Linked DNA regions of Mus musculus: regions 2, 3, 4, 5, 6 and 7 are each linked to region 1. A link is a contact called in public Hi-C, HiChIP or PLAC-seq and promoter capture Hi-C data. All regions are on one chromosome and are shown on one strand. Each heading gives the region's core, a stretch centred on a gene start, on an enhancer-like site or on the middle of the called end of the contact. The rest is flanking DNA. Distances are from core to core; before and after follow the strand shown. Region 1 holds the start of Trappc5 (trafficking protein particle complex 5). Region 2 holds the start of Zfp958 (zinc finger protein 958). Region 3 has its middle 24 kb from the start of Zfp958. Region 4 overlaps Cers4 (ceramide synthase 4). Region 5 holds the start of Cers4 (ceramide synthase 4). Region 6 has its middle 20 kb from the start of Ccl25. Region 7 holds the start of Ccl25 (chemokine (C-C motif) ligand 25).

Region 1 (2,525 bases), core at 10-2,509:
TGTTACACAGAGAAACTGTCTCAAAAAAATTTAATTAGTCAATCAATCAATCAAAAAGGTGGAATACAGAGAGGCCACAAAACTGGAGGAGCACACCTGCAGCCCCAGCACTCCAGAGACTGAGGCAGTAAGATGGCAGAAAGTGGCCAGCCCGGGTGAGTTCCAGGACTGCCTAGAGCACAGTGAGACCCTGTGCAATGGTTCGTCTTCACGACCTAGATTTAGAATCACCATGAAAACACGTCTCTGGATTTCCAGAGGGAAGACCCAGTATGAATACAGGCATCACCACCCTAAGGTAAAAAGAAGGAAGTGATCTTGGCGCCAGCATTCGACTGTGGATGCAATGCCAGCGGCCTCATGCTCCTGAAACCATGTGTCAATAGCCGAATAAACAGACCTTTCCTTCTTCTGGTTGCTTTTGTCGGGTATATATGACCACAACAAGAAGGAGAAAAGCACTAATACACTCTGTCTTTAAAGCGGGGGCGGGACATTGGTGAATGGAGAGGGGACAAAGGACAGTCAATTATGTTTTCCCTAGCCGGCATGTGCTCCAGCTCTGACTACCCTAGAGACCTTCCTGCCCAACCCCTCCAGGAAAGCTAGAAAAGTATGTGACAGTAAGGGACACCGGTGAGCCAAGGCCAAGCCAGGAGGGGGTGCAAAAAATTCCCAACCCTGTAACATGAGGTTGGGGAGCGGCGGAAGTGTCTATTTGTCATGAAGGAAGCCGTTTCCACGGTGACCCTTAACTCTAAAAGAGATCCCGTCGGAACTCATACTCCCACAAAGTCTCTAGAAAACTGCACGGATGATGGGGACACTAGTGGAGGAGGCAGGAGGAAGCGGTGAGAGCCTCTGGGCCTCCCGTGCCGGCAGCCGGGAGTCACAACAGTGAATGGAGACCACCAGGTGAAGCCTTCATGGCTTCTGGAGAATGGATTGGAGCCGACAACCCTCCCCTACAAAGCATGTCCCACGGGCCAGGTCTTGGGAGATTAGGATGGACCGTCCGGCTCCCCAGCTGGGGAAAGGAACCGTGCAGAATGCTCGACTGGGCTGCTCTAGGACGCCCGGCCGGGACCGCGGAACCCGCATCACCCCCAGGGGAAACCCAAAGCAGACTGACCCGGGAACGCTGCTCCGGACGCACAGAAAAAAAGACGAGGCCCGAGCGCGCCGGAGAAGGTTCTCGGGCGGGGAAAGGTCTCAACCGGAACTGTGCTGCGGGCGGGTCAGCGGAACTCCTTGATGGCGTCGTAAAAGGCCTGTGAGTGCGCAGGCGTGCGCGGGCTAGCTCGTTTGCGCACGGAGGGCGGGGCAATGCGGTGACCGAGAGGGGCCGCAAGGGGGCGCCCGTGTCCAAGCCCCGCGGCGCAGAACGCTGGTGGGCACTGGGCTATGAGATCTTGCTATAAAAGCTGGCTTTTGAGCAAGAGTGTAGTATGCAAAGTATTCTATCCCAGGAGCACGTGCATGCCCTCGGGCACGTATCTTCTTAAGTATGTAAGTACGTGAACTGTAGACGTGATGTATTTACACGCAATTTCCCCTGACACGTGATTTTTTTTTTACCAGTGGGTGAAGGAGAACGCTTGATCTGGGGGTGTTTTTCCATCTTTCACAGATGGTGTAGCTGCAGTGTTTTAGAAGTAGTAGTAGTTTTACCTGCGGAGGCGTCTGACCATCCTTATCCTCCCTTTGTGTGTCAGTGTGTCTCATGTGCCCAACACTCCTGTGTGCAGAGACCAGAGGTTGACACTGAGTCTATCTCTATTGCTCTGGAACTTATTTTAAGACAGGGTCTAACTACTGGACCTGGGGTAACCATTTCTGCTAGCTGTCAAGCATCTCAGAAAATCCTTCTGTCTGCCCCACAAACACCTCACTGGCTGGCAGTTCTGGGGTTACAGGTGTGACCAACACACCCAGCAATTTTTTTTTTTTAATGTAGGTACTCAGGATCAAACTCAGATCTTTACAATTGTACTTTATCTATTAAGACACCTCCCCAGCCCCTTAATTTTTTGTGCTGTATATTGGTTGGTTGGTGGTTGTTTGAAACAGTCTTGCTATGTAGACCAAGATGACAACAAAATTAAGGTGATATATGTGCCCAGAGCTTCCCGTGTTTAGCTGATCTTTTTAAGAGGAAACACAAGCGGCAGAAAGAATGTAGGTCATTTTCTCCTGGAGTCTATTCATATCTCCAACCTGCATAAGTCAGGTGCAGGTTTAATTATGTCTTTTACAATGCTGCAGATGAAACCCAGGGCCTCACAATGGCTAGGCAAGTGCTTTACAGATGAACCATGCCACTGCCCCATATGCTTAATTTAAAAATTCATAGCATTGACTGAGACAGATGCAGATACTTACACCCAACCATTGGACTGAAGTCGGGGACCCCTATGTTTGAATTAGGGGAAGGATTGAAGAAGCTGAAGGGGAGAGCATGACCCCACAGGAAGACATTCTTACTCTCTCTGACTCTCTTCCCTCCCTGACCCCTTTCTCCCTCT
Region 2 (2,525 bases), core at 14-2,513, 940 kb before region 1:
TTTTAGACCTAGTGGCTGGTTGTAAATCAGGGGAGTGTCCTTTGTTATGGTTTGGAACCATATTTCAGGACAATCCTAGTCAACAAACATGTGTATCCTAGCATCTTAATCTCTAACAGGTCTGGTTAGCATACTACTTCTCTGTAGGAAGTCTTAGCTTGATAGCCGGGCGGTGGTGGCTCACGCCTTTAATACCAGCACTTAGGAGGTAGAGGCAGGCAGATTTCTGAGTTCGAGGCCAGCCTGGTCTACAAAGTGAGTTCCAGGACAGCCAGAGCTACACAGAGAAACCCTGTCTCGAAAAAGCAAAGAAAAAAAAATTATTTGATATCACTTACTCTTTCTAAGCACTGGTAACTACTTCACATCATCTTCTACATTACAGCTAGATATTGGAGTGCTGCTACACAGCACTTGAGATACCTTGTACAACCTCCACAAGATTAACTCCAAATGGATCTTACACCTAAATGTTAAATGCTAAGAACTTGTAGAAGACACTAGAGAAACTAGGGCTATCCAAGTTTGTCTTCCTGCCAAGGATGTTTCTACACAGAAGACCCTGCTTCAAATGCACTGATCCAGCCTCCAAAGTGAAGTAATTCTGAGGCCACCACGAGGTCCAGGGAGTGACTAGAGACCAGAGGGGGTGCAACAGGCTGCCGCTTCCCACTCAGCCCCAGGAAGGACCTACCACTCCAGCTCCCAGCTGCTCAGTCGCCTGCTTCTCCCCTTTGCAGACTATGACCTTGCGCTCACAATATCAAGATTTTGGATCTTGTCTGATTTCCCCTCACAGCATCCAGCAGCAGCACACAGAGCACAGCACACCAGATCAGTCAAACCTGCTCAGCTACAGAACGGAACCTGCAGCAGGGCACCCCGGGGGAGCTGGGGGGGGGGGGGAGACCCTCCTCCTCTTCTGACTGGCAGGTGTGCCTGCAGGCCCTGATTGACCAACAAGTCTTGAACATCTTGAGTACCTCCGTTAGGGTTGGAGCGTGCTGAAGTGTCCAGGGCCAGACCATTTCCAGATATACAAAGATCCGCATTTCCAAAGTCCTTGTGCCTTCCCACCCAGCCTCTGGGGAGGACCCACCACTCTCACTCCGGCTGCTCTTCCCCTTGCCGTGGGGAAGTGACCCTGCTCTCACCATGCCGTGACTGCAGAGCTTGCCTGAGCTCTCCTAGCCGCACCAAACAGCAGTACACAGAGCACGTCACACGGAACCGTTCGAGCTTCTCAGCGGCGGAGCTGGACTTGCAGTATGGCACCCGGAAGAACCCGCCTCTTCTGACTGAGAGGCCTTCCTGGAGAACCTGATTGGCCAATGAGTCTTGAGTGACAGGAACACATCCCTTTGGGTTAGAGTGTGTTAAAGAGACAGAGCATAGTGGTTCCTGGGCCAGGCTTCCACGCCGAGGACCGACCTTTCCCAGATATGCAGAGATTCGCATTTCAATAGCACTTTTTCTTGTCCTCCAATAGCTACCACAGCCAGCCCTTAGGGAGGCCCTGCCACGGACCACCCCAGTCGGGTATGAGGGTTCCTGGGAAGAGGATCCTCGAAGGCTAGGTGGGTAAGGATTTGGCGGTGACAAAACAAACACAGAGGCAGTTTGAATCTGAATATATTTTGCAGTCCTCATGCAAGGGTTTTTATGCATAAAGAAACAAATATTACAACTCTGAGCAGATGTGTTCAGTGAAGCAGTCAGATAGAACATATATCATCATAGTCATTTGGCACAATAAAATACAGAATCATCCAAGAATTACAACTTCTCAAAAAGTGTGTTCATTGACGCAATCACGGATAGAACAGGTAATGAAAGAACTCAGTGGGGAAACCCCCACTCAGCTCCCGATTCGGCGTGCACCCAAGAATCGCGAATAGAACACAACACCTTGATGTAACAACAAGAGGTTTTTTAATGGCGGAGCTCCGGGTCGAAACGTATCTCACACAACAGGAGACAGTGGATTCGACCACGAGGCTTGGAAGCTAGGGGTTTTTATAGAAAAGGAGTGGGGCTGGGGGAGGAATTGGCGCGGTTTCACATGATTGGTCCATTTAAACATCAGCAGCCTGTAACATTTAACTTAGGTCAGAGGGGTGGGAGCTAGGGAGGCGATGGGCTTGCCCGGGCATGTCCTGGTCTGTTCTGCTGTGTTCTCAGCCCCAGGTTTCAAAGCTCACAAACAACTCTTTGGGCTATTTAACATACATTACATGAATTACAGTTTTATTTCCTTTCAGTAACATCATTGTTATTTGGCACAATAAAAATCATCTAAGGCTAGTGGCAAATTTCCAAGAAGAAATTAATACATTTTTAAGGTCAGTTATTGTTTAACATTTAGTACCTGATTTTTTGTAAATCTTCAAAGCATAAATTTAAACTATTTTAATTCTTTTTATTTAAAGGCTTCCTTAAACAATTTACCAAAGCCTACTTCCGATGATGTAAGACCCCGAGCAGTGACAGTAGGGGGCTTTTAACAGCTAGCTGAGGAATTGGGA
Region 3 (2,525 bases), core at 10-2,509, 910 kb before region 1:
CACATCGTTGTACCCACACCCCACTCCACCTGACCTTTAAACTCCCTGGGATCTCCAGTTTCTTGAGGGTTAGGTGCAGCATCTCTGAATGAACACAGACCCAGAAGTTCTGTACTGTATGTGTGTGTTGGGGGCCTCATACCAGCTGGTGTATGCTGCCTGTTTGGTGGTCCAATGTTTGAGAGATCTTAGGAATCCAGATTAATTGAGACTGCTGGTCCTCCTTCAGGATAGCCCTTCTCAGCATCTTTCAGCCTCCCCTAATTCAGCAACAGGGATCAGCTGCGTCTGTCCATTGGTTGGGTGCAAATAACTGTATCTGACTCTTCAGCTGCTTGTTGGGTCTTTCGGAAGGCAGACATGGTAGGTACCTTTTTGTGAATGCTCCATAGCCTCAGTAATAGTGTCAGGCCTTGGGACCTCCTGTTTGAGCTGGATCCCACTTTGGGCCTTTCACTGGACTTTTTTTTTTTTTTTTTTCCCAGATCTTGACATGGAGATCTTGAGGCAGAGTGACCATGAAAAGCTTAGACCTAGGCAAGTTAGTATCTGCCTTTAATCCCAGGAGATTGAGGCAAGAAGATGTCTGAGTTCAAGGCCAGCCTGAGACAAAGCAAGTTCCAGATCCAGGCATGATTGTACACAGTTTTAAACTAGGCCACACTTTCTGCTGGAGGTCTATATAAAGGCATTGGAAGGAGAAAGACTTTTCTATTGCTTGCACATCTGTTGGACCAGATAAAACAACTACCTTCGTGGGACTGAGCAACCGCTAGATTTTTGGACTTCCTGTTCACACCTGCCCATTTTTTGGGTTAGTTGAACCAAATCAAGTCAATACAATAAATTCCCTTAATACATAGAGACATTCCATAATTTCTGTGACTCTAGAGAACCCTAACTAATTGCAGTGTTCTTGCTTGATCCACTTGAGAGTTCTGCAGTAATCCAGACCTGCTCCCTGGGAAAGGGTCTGTGCAGTGAGTGACTGGGGTCCAGCCTTACAAGGGATGTTAGGCCTTCAACACAGTGGGCCAAGCAGTTCTTGGCCACATAGGGACTGCTCCTCTCATCCTCCTCTCTACCTGACACAATCGACTTTGAAATTGGGTTGAGTAATCTTTCCCAGCTGCCACCTAAGTACTAGTTCTTCTTTTGGGTCCAGGATCCAAAAGGCCCATTCCAGAACAGAGTCTCTGTTGGGTGGGGGTGGATCTTAAGAGACATCCTTTGCCAGACTACCACAATTCCCACTGGGCGACCCCAGGCACAGGCGGGGAAAATGAACACAGAGAGACCTAAAATCGATCTCCAGATGCCCCAGGGGTGCCTGCTGCAAAAATTTATCCAAACTGAAAATTTCTCAGACCTGGTGCCCCAAACGCTGGATTTTTCCTTTGTTCTGCGGCCTGGCCACAGTAACTAGTCCAAATGACCACTAGAGGGCACTGTAGAATTTAGCATCCTGTGTGATCCTGAAATTTTCTGCCTCTTTTCTGGCAAGTGGCCTGAACTCTTTAAGTCTGGGTTTGGGGGAACTTCACTCTCATCCCTCCCTCTGTGGCTACAGTTCAGGTCTTACTAGCAAGGATGATCACAATGGCAGACCCTTGCCTCCAAGGCCTCAGACCACAAACCTGAGCGAGTCCCCTGCCTTGACAGAGCCTTGCTTACCTCTCCCCGTGTTCCTGTTGCAGCTGCAGAGGTATGGATGGATCACTTATCTGTGAATTGGCTTCCAAGCTCTAGAGTCCGACTCTTTAGCCCACTGTGTCTTCCACACGTCTCTGGTTCTCACTGCCTGTCTAATTGGACTGCACTATTCGCTTTCTGAGTCCAGCCCAAACCAAGGTAAGCATTCTCTCTTCCTTCATGGACTCAGATTTTATTACAACAGCTTGGCCTCATTTAAAAGCTACAAATTAGTACACCTGATTTCCAAATTCTCACTACCACAGACAAATGACTTCCAAATATCTTATACCTAAACTTGCTCTGTTCTGTGCTCTCCAAGTCTCTTTTCTCTATGCTGTACTTCCCCACTCTTACAAATCTTGTGTACCTGATTTCTTTGCACTCTGCCCTCAAAATAGAACACAAAAAGAAAGAGAGATTATTGAGATTAGATAAACTCTTTACCTAAAGATTAATAAGTTGCTCATTGGGTATAGTTTAAAATCTATACAATGTGCAACAAGATTTGACTTTAAACATATGTAGTGGCTATTCCTGGTTGTCAACTTGTCTATACCTGGAATGAACTACAATCCAGATCTTGAGGCCGGAAGACATAAGTTTCTGATCTGGATCTTGGCATGAACATCTTGAGGCATGACAGCCATGAAAAGCTTAGGGCCAAGCAAGGTACTACATATGTTTAATCCCAGGAAACTGAGGCAAGGAGATCTTTGAGTTCAAGATCACCCTGGGACAAAGCAAGTCCCAGATTCAGGCATGGTGATACACACTAATTTGGGCCACATCTTCTGCTAGAGACCATATGGACATTGAATAAAGGAAGTTTT
Region 4 (2,525 bases), core at 17-2,516, 840 kb before region 1:
TCAGTTTTCCCATCTGTAACTGGGATCCACAATAGTTCATTCCTAATAAGTGGCTGGAAATGACGCCTACAGCCGTGTGAGAACAGTGCCAGTAATGATTTGGGGGAGGGAAGTGGTCCGAGAAAGACTGAGGGGTCACTGGTATGTGGCAGCTTCTGGATGATGCTTTGTGTGGTGAGTGGTTTATGCGTACATGGGCAAGTCCACGAGCTCTGCATGTACATGTGGAGCCCAGAGGTAGACCCTAGGTATCTTCCTAAATTGTTTCCCACTTTATTTTTTTGAGCCAGGTTCTCTCACTGTACCTATAGTTTACAAGCTGGCTGGAATGCCCAGTGAGTACCCAGGATCCCCCTGTCTCTAATCCCCAGCACTGGAATCAGAAGCATTTCTGTGAGTGTCTTCTTGCTTGCAGAGCAAAGGTGCCACGAGGCAGTGGGTGCTTTTCTTCTTCATGCTCCACTCCTCAGGTCCCCACACTCCCAGTTCTGAGAGTGGAACCCAGAACCAGGCTAGGCAAATGCTCTCCAATAACACATACACCCAGCCCCACACTGGTAGATTCTAGACAGACAATCTACTTTTGAGCCACAACCCCAGTCCTATGATGGCACTCTACCACGAAGACATGACCCTTGCCCCTCACTGGGGGATTCTAGAAAGGGTCTTTTCCACTGAGTCACACTCCCAGATCCACAATGGTAGATTCTAAGCCTGTGCTCTACTGCTGAACCATCCCCCCTCCCAGCCTCTTATTAAGAGGAGCCTAGGGAGGTCCAGCCCTCCTGGTGGGTTCTAGGTAAGGATGCGCCATACAATTCCAGCTCCTTACTGGAAGATGCTAGAAATATATTGCGTCTGCAGTGCCGGGATAGGTCCCATGGCCCGTCAGATGCTAGCCAAGCACTCACCAGTGAGCCACCCCCACCACATCCCCCAGCACCTGGTTTTCAAAGTCAGGGTCTCCCAGAATATCCTGGCATTCAAAATCCTCCTGCCTCTGCCTCCCCAGTTCTGGGATGGAAAATGTGCATCACCACCAGTTTTCTAGGTGATTCCTAGGCAGTTCTCAGCCTGGAAACCCTCCTGACCTCTATTGTCCTTCCCTTAAATTCTATGCCTTGTGCTCAAGTTGGGTTAGGCCAGAGCAGCCTACAGGGCAATGAATGTGAGCGAGGTCAAGCAAAGAGTCAGTGTAGGTTGCTGCGCCAACATGTCCGGTCTCGACCTTTATTATCCTCAAGGCCCTCCTACCCCTGTGTTTCTCCCTTCTCCCTCAGCTTGCCAGCTCTTTGAAGCCCGGCTGGCTCCTCTCCCAGCCAGGCCCCTCCACCTGGAACTCAGCTGATAATCCCTCTTACTGACTAAAAATATCCCTCGAGGAGAGAGACCAGGGCTTTGTGCTAAGGGGCCCAGCATAGGGACCAGCTAAGCTGAAGGGAAGAGAGAGGCAGGGAGGAAGGGAGAAAAGAAAGGCGAGGGGAGTGGAGAAAGAGCTAAATATCCTACCCTGCCCTGCCTACGGTGGGGGTTGGGGACTGCTGTGTGTTTAAGTTTGATCCTAGCTGTTCGGAAAGTCCTGTTGTAACCAGCCTAACAGGGATAAACTCACTCTAAACAAACACTTTGGGCCCCTCACTTTGGCTATCAGAGTATTGAAACAATGAGCCCCAAGAAACTGGAATTTCCCCCCACCCTCAACCCCAGCCCCAACCCCCAGGAATCTCCAGCTGGGAGAGAAGAAAGTCTAAAGCCTGGGCCAACAGAGGAGAACTTTCTCCAGGAATGAGGTTTACACTTTGCCAACAACTTGTCAGACCACCTCGCTGAAGACAGGAAACCCAGACAGCACTGGACGGGACCACACCTTGACTGAGATGGCTTAGACATCCATAATTCTGGCCTCTACTTAACTCTTCACCTCCCTTTAGGACCCCAAACACAGTTTTGGGAGAGTCTCTAAATTTCTTTGTCCCACTTCACAATGTAGCCACACTGAGTAAATCTGCTTTTCACTGTTAATTTGGCTGTTCTAATTGACATATGGGGAATAAGTTGCCAATTCTGGCTTGTTGGAGCACAGGCTGTCACCACAAATCCTATCACACCAGTACCCCTCATCAACCACCAGAACTTTGCAGGGAGCAGGAACTGCTTTGTTTTGTTTTCTGTCTTTCTGAAAACAAGATTATGGGAAAGTAAATCAATCAAGACCTCCCTGACACATTTCCTGGGGAGGCCCATTCCTGCCTGGGCTCACCTGATTCCTGCAGGTAGAGGCCTAGAACTAAACACATCAGGGGCTCTACAAGATGAGGGGAGTGTTTTCAGATTGCTAAAGCCAGTCCTGCACTGGACTCCTAGCTGTCCTTTCCAAGTGACCCTGGCTCCCCCCAGGGCAACCAGCAAGTGCTGATGACCAGACAGACTGAAGGTCCAGAATACATCTCACAAAGATCTCAAGGAAGGCCCTAAGTCTAAGACTCTGCCTTGCCCCACCCCCTCAGAGGTTGCCATGTTTCTGC
Region 5 (2,525 bases), core at 13-2,512, 820 kb before region 1:
AAGGAAGGAAGGAAGCAACCAAAGTGCTGCAGCGGCAAAGTGCTTGTCTAGCATGAGGCCCTAGATTCAACCTAGCCCTTCCCCCAAATAAAATAAGGCCCCTTCCAAATTCTCAGAAGACCACCTCGGAAAGCTTCACACAGACCTTCCTCACATCTCACTTCCAAACAAGCATGAAACACAATTCTTGGGGGGAAACACAGAATTTCTAACTTACCTCTTATCACTTCACGCACCTTCCATCAGGGGTCCAGCCAGACGTCCAGGTTGCCCTGGTGTCTTTTCAACTTTCCCAGCATAGGGCAGGGTCTTCCTCTCAAGACACAATCAGATGGCTGTTGCTTGCTGCCTTAAACATCCCTTGTACACACAGCCCGGAGGATGGAGCTGTGGGCTCCTCATTGTCTTCCAAGCCCTGGTCAACCACTCCCTACCTCCTTTCTTCCCTGTATACACTCCAGCCTCTTTTCTGGTCTGCAAATACACCAGCCTGGCCATTTCCCTAGGATTTTGTGGCCTGGGCCCAGAAAGCTCTCCATAGCAGGTGCCCTCATGACAGGCTGCCCCTTTCCCTCAGACACCATAGGCTTCCTCACAACACTTCAACCTCCTTCCTCCAGGATTTGGATAGTGCTCTACACACTCCCTTGTTTCCCAGAGGCTGGGTCTACGTGGTTCCCGAATCTCTGTGTCTGCGGCCTTCGGCCTTCGCCTGTCGGGTCGGTAGCACCCAGCAGGCGCTCCGTACAAATTCTCTAGTGACAGACATTCCTGTGGCGCAGTGCCTGTTCACATGTCCGGATTCCCCACGTCACGACAACCCCCATTCTCTCCCGCGCGTTTTCTATTCATGTCCACCACCTGCACCTGCTCCATGGGGGCACCACAGCTCTCAGATCAGAATGCAACCTGATCCCCGACCAGATGGGAAACTCTGAGAAATACCTTGTCGGAGAAATGATGGGAAACTAAATGACTGTTTTGGCTCCGAGCCGGACTGCTCTTAGCCCTGGAGGAGAGGAATGTTTCGAGGGTATCTACTAGGGCGGCGCCCCCAGAGAGGGGTGATTGCTTACCTGGAGGTTCAGAAAGCAAGATGCAGGCCGAGGCGGTGCGGAGATCAGCTAATCCGAAGATGCCTTAGACAAGCCGCAGACCGCTCTGGGCCGAGAAACTCCTCGCTACAGAGCCTCCACCCGCGAGGGAGGAAATAGGACCGGAGGGGGCCTCCGGGAGGAGTTTGATGGGGCCTTGGGCGTGGTCTGAGCAGGGGAAAAGGGCGTGGCTTCAGTGCGGTCGGGCCCAGTGGGCCAAAGAACCGCTTGGTCCAAAACCCTGAGTCCTAAACTGCCCAACCGGCGGCCTGGCCTCGCCCCCACGCCACCAGGCCCCTCCCTAGACCCCCACCTTATAGTCGTTTGTCTCCTCCAGACCCCGCCCTGAGCCCCTAATCCTGCACCTTGGGACCCTCCCTCCAGCCTCGCCCTAGACTATTACCAGCTCCTTCAGTTTCCAGGCCCCGCCCACAGCCCCCTACCCGCCGCCGCCACCAGGACCCGCCCCCAACTCCACTCAACCTCTGGTCTGCTACTCCTCACCCCAATCCCTGCTTTCAGCCTCTTCCTCTAACTGGCAAGGCCTGGTCCCCAGCCCAGTCCAGCCTTATCAGGCCCCGCCCCGACCGGAGGCTGTTGTGGGCACCTGGCCTTTCTCCAGCCATGCTGTAGGTTTCTGCAGAGCATATCTCTGACGTTTTAACCCAGCAGCGTCTACTAGGCACTCTCTCTGGATCTTGTTTTCCAGTTCTAGGTCTCTTCTTTGTGATGCTCTGGCTTGTCTTTCTGCCTGCACTCTGTTTCTCAGATGCACTGCTAGGCTCTGCAAAGGAAGCTTGGATCGTTCTGCAGGCCTCAGCACCCCAGGGCATCAGTACTTGGAGTCGGTCAGACCAACCTAGAGGATTGCTGGGCCTGGGCCCACCAAGAAGCTGTCCACAGGATTGAAAAGGAGAAGGGAGATTACATTAATATGTCGGCTATGGTTTTGTGAGGTGCAAAGATCAGGCAAGATCTGAGAGATTAAGCTGAGATACAAGTCAGAGTGGGTGATAGCTGTTTCCACTGTTTGACCTAGGATAATGCAGGAGGATGTTGGCCTCTCCTTGCCTAGTACAACCAGAGGAAAGACAATTCTAGGGCAAGCAGTTAGAAGAGACTTCTAATAACTTGTCATCTTTGTAAAAGAGAATATAATATAAGGACATCAAGCCTAGCTCAGAAGGTAGACTGCTTGTCTAGTATACAGGTGTCCCTGAGTTTGATAAGCCAAGGGTGATATATAGACCAGATGCCAATGTGAAAGAGGAAAGTCACACAGGGTATTCCCAAGCACTTAGACCATGGGAGCCACTTATCTTGATAGTGACATGGAAATACAAGCCAGAGGTCCACAGAGAAGTGGAGGATTTGAGTGTACAAGGGTCATGGAGAAATGTTCAGTGGAAGTTACAACCAAAGTTGGATGGC
Region 6 (2,525 bases), core at 12-2,511, 690 kb before region 1:
TGGGAGTTAGAGATTTTAAGTGCTTAGGTCACAGAGCCACCCTCTGTATGGCCTCCCATCTTACCTGCACTCACATACAGGTGCACATATACGTGGAGGCCAGAGGTTAACTTCAAGTATCCATCCTCAGGAGTCATCCACCTTGGGCTGGTGGTTGGTTGTGTTGTTTGTTATGTGTTCATGCAGTATTTCTGGTTGAGACACCTAGGATTTGCCAATTAAGCTAGACTGGTTTGCCAGTGACCTCCAGGGATCCTGGGATCTCCATTTCCCAGAACTTGGATTATACATTTGTGCCACCACACCTGGCATTTTTCTACTGAGTGCTGGGTGTCAAACTCTAATTCTTACATTTGATTGACACTTTACCAACTGAGCTATCTCCTAGCCTCTGTGTTATTTCATCTTTGCTATCCAGTTCTTCCAGTACTAGTTTTTCCTTACAATCTGCACCACCATAGTCAACCTAATCCCTTCTTGTTCCCTTTCGGTGAATAACTAAGTCCCCTCTCTGTGTTGTATCAAAATGGAGTCCATATGTCAACAACCACCTTCCCACTCCTAATCTTCCATCAGGGCTATTTGCCTATTCAGAGTTAACGTCTGAGTTCCTTTGATAGACAATTGAATATGAGGATGCAGAATCTGTGGATAGAGAGGGTTGACTATGTTTGTGCACATGAAGAGCTAGCTATACTCACATGGTTACCATACTCATATAGATTCATGCATCCCAGTGGGCACATGTGTATGTGCACACCAACTTCCACATTTACTGCTATTTGTTGCTGTGCTGCTGGCCTTTAGTTTTCAGTGAGGGCGGAATGGTTGCCAAGGATCCTGAAGTGGACAGACACAGCATGCTGTGGAGTGGGGGGTATTGCAGTGGTTTTGCCTGTAATGCCCACTGCTTCCAAGAGGTGTCAGTAAGAGCATACATCTGAGCCACGCTCCTCAGCAAAGAGACTTCCCTAAAGCAAGGGCAGAGACTGAAATAGCTTTCTCTGAAATGTAACACCAGATCAGTCCACAAGCATATAAATGAAAGGACACAGGCACAGCAGGGCCCACAGTGGGGGGGAAAGTAAGCACAGATAACCCTTTGTAGAATTAGATACATCATCCAGCCTGGGGTGGCCTGCTGTGGAGGTCCATTGCCCAGCTGCCAGAACCATGAAGGCACTTCAGAAGAGTTCAAATAAAGAAAGGTTTGTCATCTACACACAGAGTCCTCTCAAAGACAGCCAGATACAGGAAGTACATTGGAAGCCAGCGGAAGCCACTTCTGAAGCCACTCCTTGCTCTCTTTCTGTCCTAGCTGGATACCTTCTCTGTAACTCCACAGATTCTGGCAAGTTTTGGAAACATACTTTTTTGGGAATTAAAAAAAAAAAAAAAGACCCTTGCTTATAAGACCAATCAGCTGGGCTGCCTCTGAATCACGTTAGGGCTCTAGAGCCTGATTATTATCTGCCTGACTTGCTTGCTGGGCCTTCAAGGCAAGCATCTGATCCCTTAACTGCTCTGTGTGTGTGTGTGTGTGTGTGTGTGTGTGTGTGTGTGTGTGTGTGTGTTTGTGTGTGTTATTTTTGGTATATCTGAGTGTCCTGTGTGTGTGTGTGTGTGTGTTATTTTTGGTATATCTGAGTGTCCTGTGTGTGTGTGTGTGTGTGTGTGTGTGTGTATGTTTTCATGGATATATACCACATCTGAAAACAAGAAGTGAACATCATTGTCTTATTTTCTTCCTCTCTTTTCTTTACTACTTTTATTTGGTGGTAGTGGTGGTGATTGTATCTATGTACGCAGACATAAACACAACGTGGATGTGGAAGTCAGTGAGCAGCTTGTAGGGATTAATTCTCTCTCCTTCCACCACGTGGTTCCAGGGAATCAAACTTAGGACTTCAGGTATGTGTAGCAAAGGGTCTACCTGCTGAGCCATCTGGTGGACCCTGTTCTACTCCATTTTTTGAGAGAAGGTTGCTCAATAAACCTGGAGCTTACCATTTGACTATACCACCAGCCAGCAAGCCCTTTGAACCCTCCTGTCTCCCCCTCCAGTGAAAATAGGCATGTATCACTACATTCAGCCTTTTACATGGGAACTAGGGATCTGAACTCGGATCTTCAGGCATGCACATCAAGCATTTTATTAATTGAGGCATCTTCTCAGTCTCTCATGTTTGTTTGCTTGTTTGTTTTTTATCAAAGAACGAGGGTTAGCCTTTGCTGCTATGTCCTCATCCTTAGCTGACCTTGGCCTTGTGAATAGATGACTAGACAAAGCCAAGAATCAAGCATACATGAAAATTTAGTCCCCTACCCTCTTCCATCCTTATTTACACAGTCTCCAACAACTCACCTAACAGTTCCATCCCCCTAGGTGAACCCAGTCACCCTTGACACAGAAGAACCCTTGACCCTGTACATCTCACACCTGGGCCAGGTCAAGCATATCTTGGAATTTTGGCCCGCTCTTGAAAGTCTGTAAGGCCATACCGGCTATGTTATTGTCAGAAGCA
Region 7 (2,525 bases), core at 9-2,508, 670 kb before region 1:
AGATAAGAAATGGGACTTCAGGGATCCCTGACAGGTGTTTTCCAACACTGGGGGCCATTTTTCTCCCAGGATCAAAGGGCAGAGGTTGGGAGTGGCCCAGATAGCAGAATGGGAAAAAAAAAAAAGCCAAGCTTGGCTTTCTATGGGTACGGTGGAAGCTTGAAGGTGCACGACCTGTCTGTAGAAGAGCAGGCAAGGCAAAAGCAGGGATCCTGGTCCTCAACCTGGCCTGGGATTTTGCCTTGACACCTGCTGGGACTTCACAGTTTTTTCTGAGATGAAGCACCCAGTGACAGGACTCTTGGGGGATGCTTCATGCCCCTGAGAACTGGCCTTGGGTAACTGAATCCTCCAGTACCTGCTTTCCAGGAGGCCAAGAAAGAAGACAAAGATGGTTCCCTGACCACAGGGCTGGGAATCCTGTTGCAGCTGAGAGTATTTTGCAGTTCATTGGATCCTTAAATTTTCATTCCTGCTTAGCAGATGGGGACACTGAGTCCCACACAGAATAATCTTAGCCCCTTGCCTAGATTACACAGGGAGGAAAGGCAGGGAATGCAGTCTGGAGAGTCTTCAGGGTTCTGAGCTTAACTTCACATCCCCTAACTAGGCAGAAGAAGGGCATCAAAATGCATTTCTGGCTAAGTGAATTTCTCCTCAATTGGAATCCACCCTCAGGTTCCTGCAGCCCCTAAACCTCTTGAGTCTTGCAAAGGAAGCACTTCAGAATGAAAGTGAGGGATCTGGGAGTAAGTAGCTGGGGACACTTCATCTCTACCCATCTACCTCCAGTAGTACCAGGAATTCTTGTTATGCCCAACCTCCCAAGAGACACTGAAGAGTTCAAAGGATACAGAATACAGGGAGACTTCAACAAGTGGAGAAGGACAAGTGAGAAGAGAAAGCAATATGCCCAAACCGGGGCAAGGTAGGTATAGCTAAGGACAATACCTTGGGCATGGACAACCGGCATCCAGGCCCCAACAAAACAGGCAACCAGGCAGGCAAAAAGCCACAGTTTCATAGTGAAGGTTAGATCTCCTCTCCAGATACCTGAAGGTTTAAGGGGGCCACCTATAAAAGTGGAAGGAAAGACATCAGTATCTCAAGCCACCCCTGGAACTCTCTGAAAGAGAGGCAGATGGCAAAGGACTTGCTCTAGCCTCTGCTGTAGTCAGAAAAAGACTCACCAATGCCTTTCTGGTCCTGAGAGCTGGTGCCTGCTTGTAGCGTGTATTGCCTATGGGATCAGTGAACTGGCTTCATTCTTTATAGTCAGAGCCCCACCCTGCAGTGACCTGCCCCCTCTCTTCTCTCCCTCCCTCCTCCTGCTCCTCCTCTCTACCAGCTCTGTGAGACTTGGGACTTCTCTCTCCTTCAGATAGACCAAGTCCTATTTTACATCTGTCTCTGCAGGTTACCTGCCCCATGAACCTTGAGGCACTTTATGCAGCCAGGCCTCTCAATCAGTATCCCCTCCCAATACCTTATTATGTGAGGTCCAATACTGTCCGCAGCCCTCTCCCTTACAAGCTTTTTATTCCATCTCCTCACGGATCTTTTTATAGTTAGCTGCGTTTAAAAGTTTTATTATTTCTAATTTTTATTATTATTTTGTACATGAGAACAGGGCACACATAAATCATGGCGTATCTGTGGGGTCAGAGGACAACAATCTATTCTTTCCTTCCACCTTGTGGGTCTTGGGGATGAAACAAAGGTCATCTGATTTGGTGGCAGGTGCCTTTACTCACTGAGCCACGGAGCCATCTTGCCTTTTCTTGCTCTCTTGCTCTGTCCTGGCCTTAACACGTTTTCCTGAAATTTCATAATTTCTTTCTTTTTCTTTTCCTGTTTGTTTGTTTGTTTGTTTTTGTTGTTTGTTTTTTTTGAGACAGACTTTCTTTGCGTAACAGAGCCCTGGCTGTCCTGGACTCACTTTGTAGACCAGGTTTGTCTTGAACTCACAGAGATCCGACTGCCTCTGCCTCTGCCTCCCAAGTGCTGGACCATAATGTTATTTTTTAGTTGCTGAATAAAATTCCAGTTGCTGGCCCACTTTTAAAATTGTATTTATTTGGGAGGCTGGGGACATGAGAACCATGGTGATCTGGGGGCAACTTTGCAGAGTCAGTGGAGCTTGGAATCAAAGTAAGGTCATCAAGTTTTGCAGCAAACTCCTTCAGCCAGCTCCCGGTCTGGAAAGGTACACTTTCAGTGGGGCAGTGAGTGATACGGAATGAAAGCCATTCTAACAAAACTGTTTGTAACCACAACACTGGAAAGAAAGTAATGTTCTGGTTTGGAATGTGAAGCCAGGATCCAGGTGACAGCGTCTGTTGTCTGCAGGAAGCAAAACAAGATTCATTTTGAAAGCATTTCTTCTTTCCTTTGGTTAACTTGACCCTCTGGGGGATAGGGGCAAAGTGTTTAGGAAGATGGGGCGGGGCTGGACGGGGCGGGGAGGAGGAACGGGGAGGCCTGCCACAAGAACTCACAACTAACCGCTTTTAACTTTTCATCAC

The links. Promoter capture Hi-C pulls out the DNA fragments that hold promoters and counts their contacts. Hi-C and Micro-C count contacts between places; a contact is called where the count stands out from the background. HiChIP or PLAC-seq counts read pairs in DNA pulled down with a chosen protein or histone mark.
Region 2: a Hi-C map of rod photoreceptor shows a contact between it and region 1, with 2.3 times the contacts expected there. The contact joins the promoter of Zfp958 here to the promoter of Trappc5 in region 1. A contact is called at or near these places in 7 of 39 promoter capture datasets (the 3T3-L1 cell line, the HPC-7 cell line, embryonic stem cells and 4 more), 6 of 484 Hi-C or Micro-C datasets (B cells, CD4 T cells, cerebral cortex and 2 more), 9 of 115 datasets of contacts at active chromatin or transcription factors (the SCID.adh cell line, astrocytes, embryonic stem cells and 3 more) and 3 of 9 other capture datasets (adipose tissue, embryonic stem cells and liver).
Region 3: a contact with region 1 is called in an H3K4me3 HiChIP or PLAC-seq map of embryonic forebrain, with 8 times the contacts expected there. The contact joins the enhancer-like site here to the promoter of Trappc5 in region 1. A contact is called at or near these places in 3 of 39 promoter capture datasets (hippocampal neurons, pre-B cells and stem cell-derived epiblast-like cells) and 2 of 115 datasets of contacts at active chromatin or transcription factors (astrocytes and embryonic forebrain).
Region 4: a Hi-C map of Sertoli cells shows a contact between it and region 1, with 5 times the contacts expected there. The contact joins the enhancer-like site here to the promoter of Trappc5 in region 1. A contact is called at or near these places in 5 of 39 promoter capture datasets (embryonic stem cells, hippocampal neurons, liver and 2 more), 2 of 484 Hi-C or Micro-C datasets (Sertoli cells and cumulus cells), 4 of 115 datasets of contacts at active chromatin or transcription factors (embryonic forebrain, embryonic stem cells and stem cell-derived neural progenitor cells) and 3 of 9 other capture datasets (embryonic stem cells, liver and pancreatic islet).
Region 5: a contact with region 1 is called in an H3K4me3 HiChIP or PLAC-seq map of stem cell-derived neural progenitor cells, with 2.7 times the contacts expected there. The contact joins the promoter of Cers4 here to the promoter of Trappc5 in region 1. A contact is called at or near these places in 3 of 39 promoter capture datasets (HPC-7-derived erythroid cells, hippocampal neurons and pre-B cells), 3 of 115 datasets of contacts at active chromatin or transcription factors (embryonic stem cells, large pre-B cells and stem cell-derived neural progenitor cells) and 1 of 9 other capture datasets (embryonic stem cells).
Region 6: a promoter capture Hi-C map of embryonic stem cells shows a contact between it and region 1, with 4 times the contacts expected there. The contact joins the enhancer-like site here to the promoter of Trappc5 in region 1. A contact is called at or near these places in 10 of 39 promoter capture datasets (the C10 cell line, the HPC-7 cell line, embryonic stem cells and 2 more), 1 of 484 Hi-C or Micro-C datasets (embryonic stem cells), 7 of 115 datasets of contacts at active chromatin or transcription factors (the SCID.adh cell line, embryonic stem cells and large pre-B cells) and 1 of 9 other capture datasets (embryonic stem cells).
Region 7: an H3K4me3 HiChIP or PLAC-seq map of embryonic stem cells shows a contact between it and region 1, with 4 times the contacts expected there. The contact joins the promoter of Ccl25 here to the promoter of Trappc5 in region 1. A contact is called at or near these places in 4 of 39 promoter capture datasets (embryonic stem cells and stem cell-derived epiblast-like cells), 1 of 484 Hi-C or Micro-C datasets (embryonic stem cells), 7 of 115 datasets of contacts at active chromatin or transcription factors (embryonic stem cells, large pre-B cells, pro-B cells and 1 more) and 1 of 9 other capture datasets (embryonic stem cells).

What each region holds. Positions count from the first base shown.
Region 1 is chr8:3,675,211-3,677,735 of GRCm38.p6, reverse strand. It overlaps Trappc5 (trafficking protein particle complex 5), which reads right to left and starts at 1,259. Exons shown (of 2, transcript NM_025701.4): 1 at 1,133-1,259. Gm45231 (a long non-coding RNA gene) reads left to right here and starts at 1,337. Exons shown (of 2, transcript XR_870093.2): 1 at 1,337-1,509.
Region 2 is chr8:4,611,908-4,614,432 of GRCm38.p6, reverse strand. Zfp958 (zinc finger protein 958) reads right to left here and starts at 1,263. Exons shown (of 4, transcript NM_145591.5): 1 at 1,155-1,263. The coding sequence starts at 1,157.
Region 3 is chr8:4,587,410-4,589,934 of GRCm38.p6, reverse strand. No RefSeq gene overlaps it. Among named protein-coding and RNA genes, the nearest start is that of Zfp958, 24 kb to the left of the region's middle. Within about 2 kb of position 1,259, at least 21 of the 459 cell types and tissues checked have an H3K27ac peak or open chromatin away from gene starts, as enhancers often do. A contact at or near this core is called in embryonic forebrain, where this site is marked.
Region 4 is chr8:4,511,167-4,513,691 of GRCm38.p6, reverse strand. All of the region lies in intron 1 of Cers4 (ceramide synthase 4), which reads right to left. Among named protein-coding and RNA genes, the nearest start is that of Cers4, 19 kb to the right of the region's middle. Within about 2 kb of position 1,266, at least 83 of the 459 cell types and tissues checked have an H3K27ac peak or open chromatin away from gene starts, as enhancers often do. A contact at or near this core is called in Sertoli cells, embryonic forebrain, embryonic stem cells and 1 more, where this site is marked.
Region 5 is chr8:4,492,142-4,494,666 of GRCm38.p6, reverse strand. It overlaps Cers4 (ceramide synthase 4), which reads right to left and starts at 1,262. Exons shown (of 11, transcript NM_026058.4): 1 at 1,077-1,262.
Region 6 is chr8:4,368,772-4,371,296 of GRCm38.p6, reverse strand. It overlaps the pseudogene Gm7434. Among named protein-coding and RNA genes, the nearest start is that of Ccl25, 20 kb to the right of the region's middle. Within about 2 kb of position 1,261, at least 47 of the 459 cell types and tissues checked have an H3K27ac peak or open chromatin away from gene starts, as enhancers often do.
Region 7 is chr8:4,348,321-4,350,845 of GRCm38.p6, reverse strand. It overlaps Ccl25 (chemokine (C-C motif) ligand 25), which reads right to left and starts at 1,258. Exons shown (of 6, transcript NM_009138.3): 1 at 1,191-1,258; 2 at 952-1,074. The coding sequence starts at 1,024.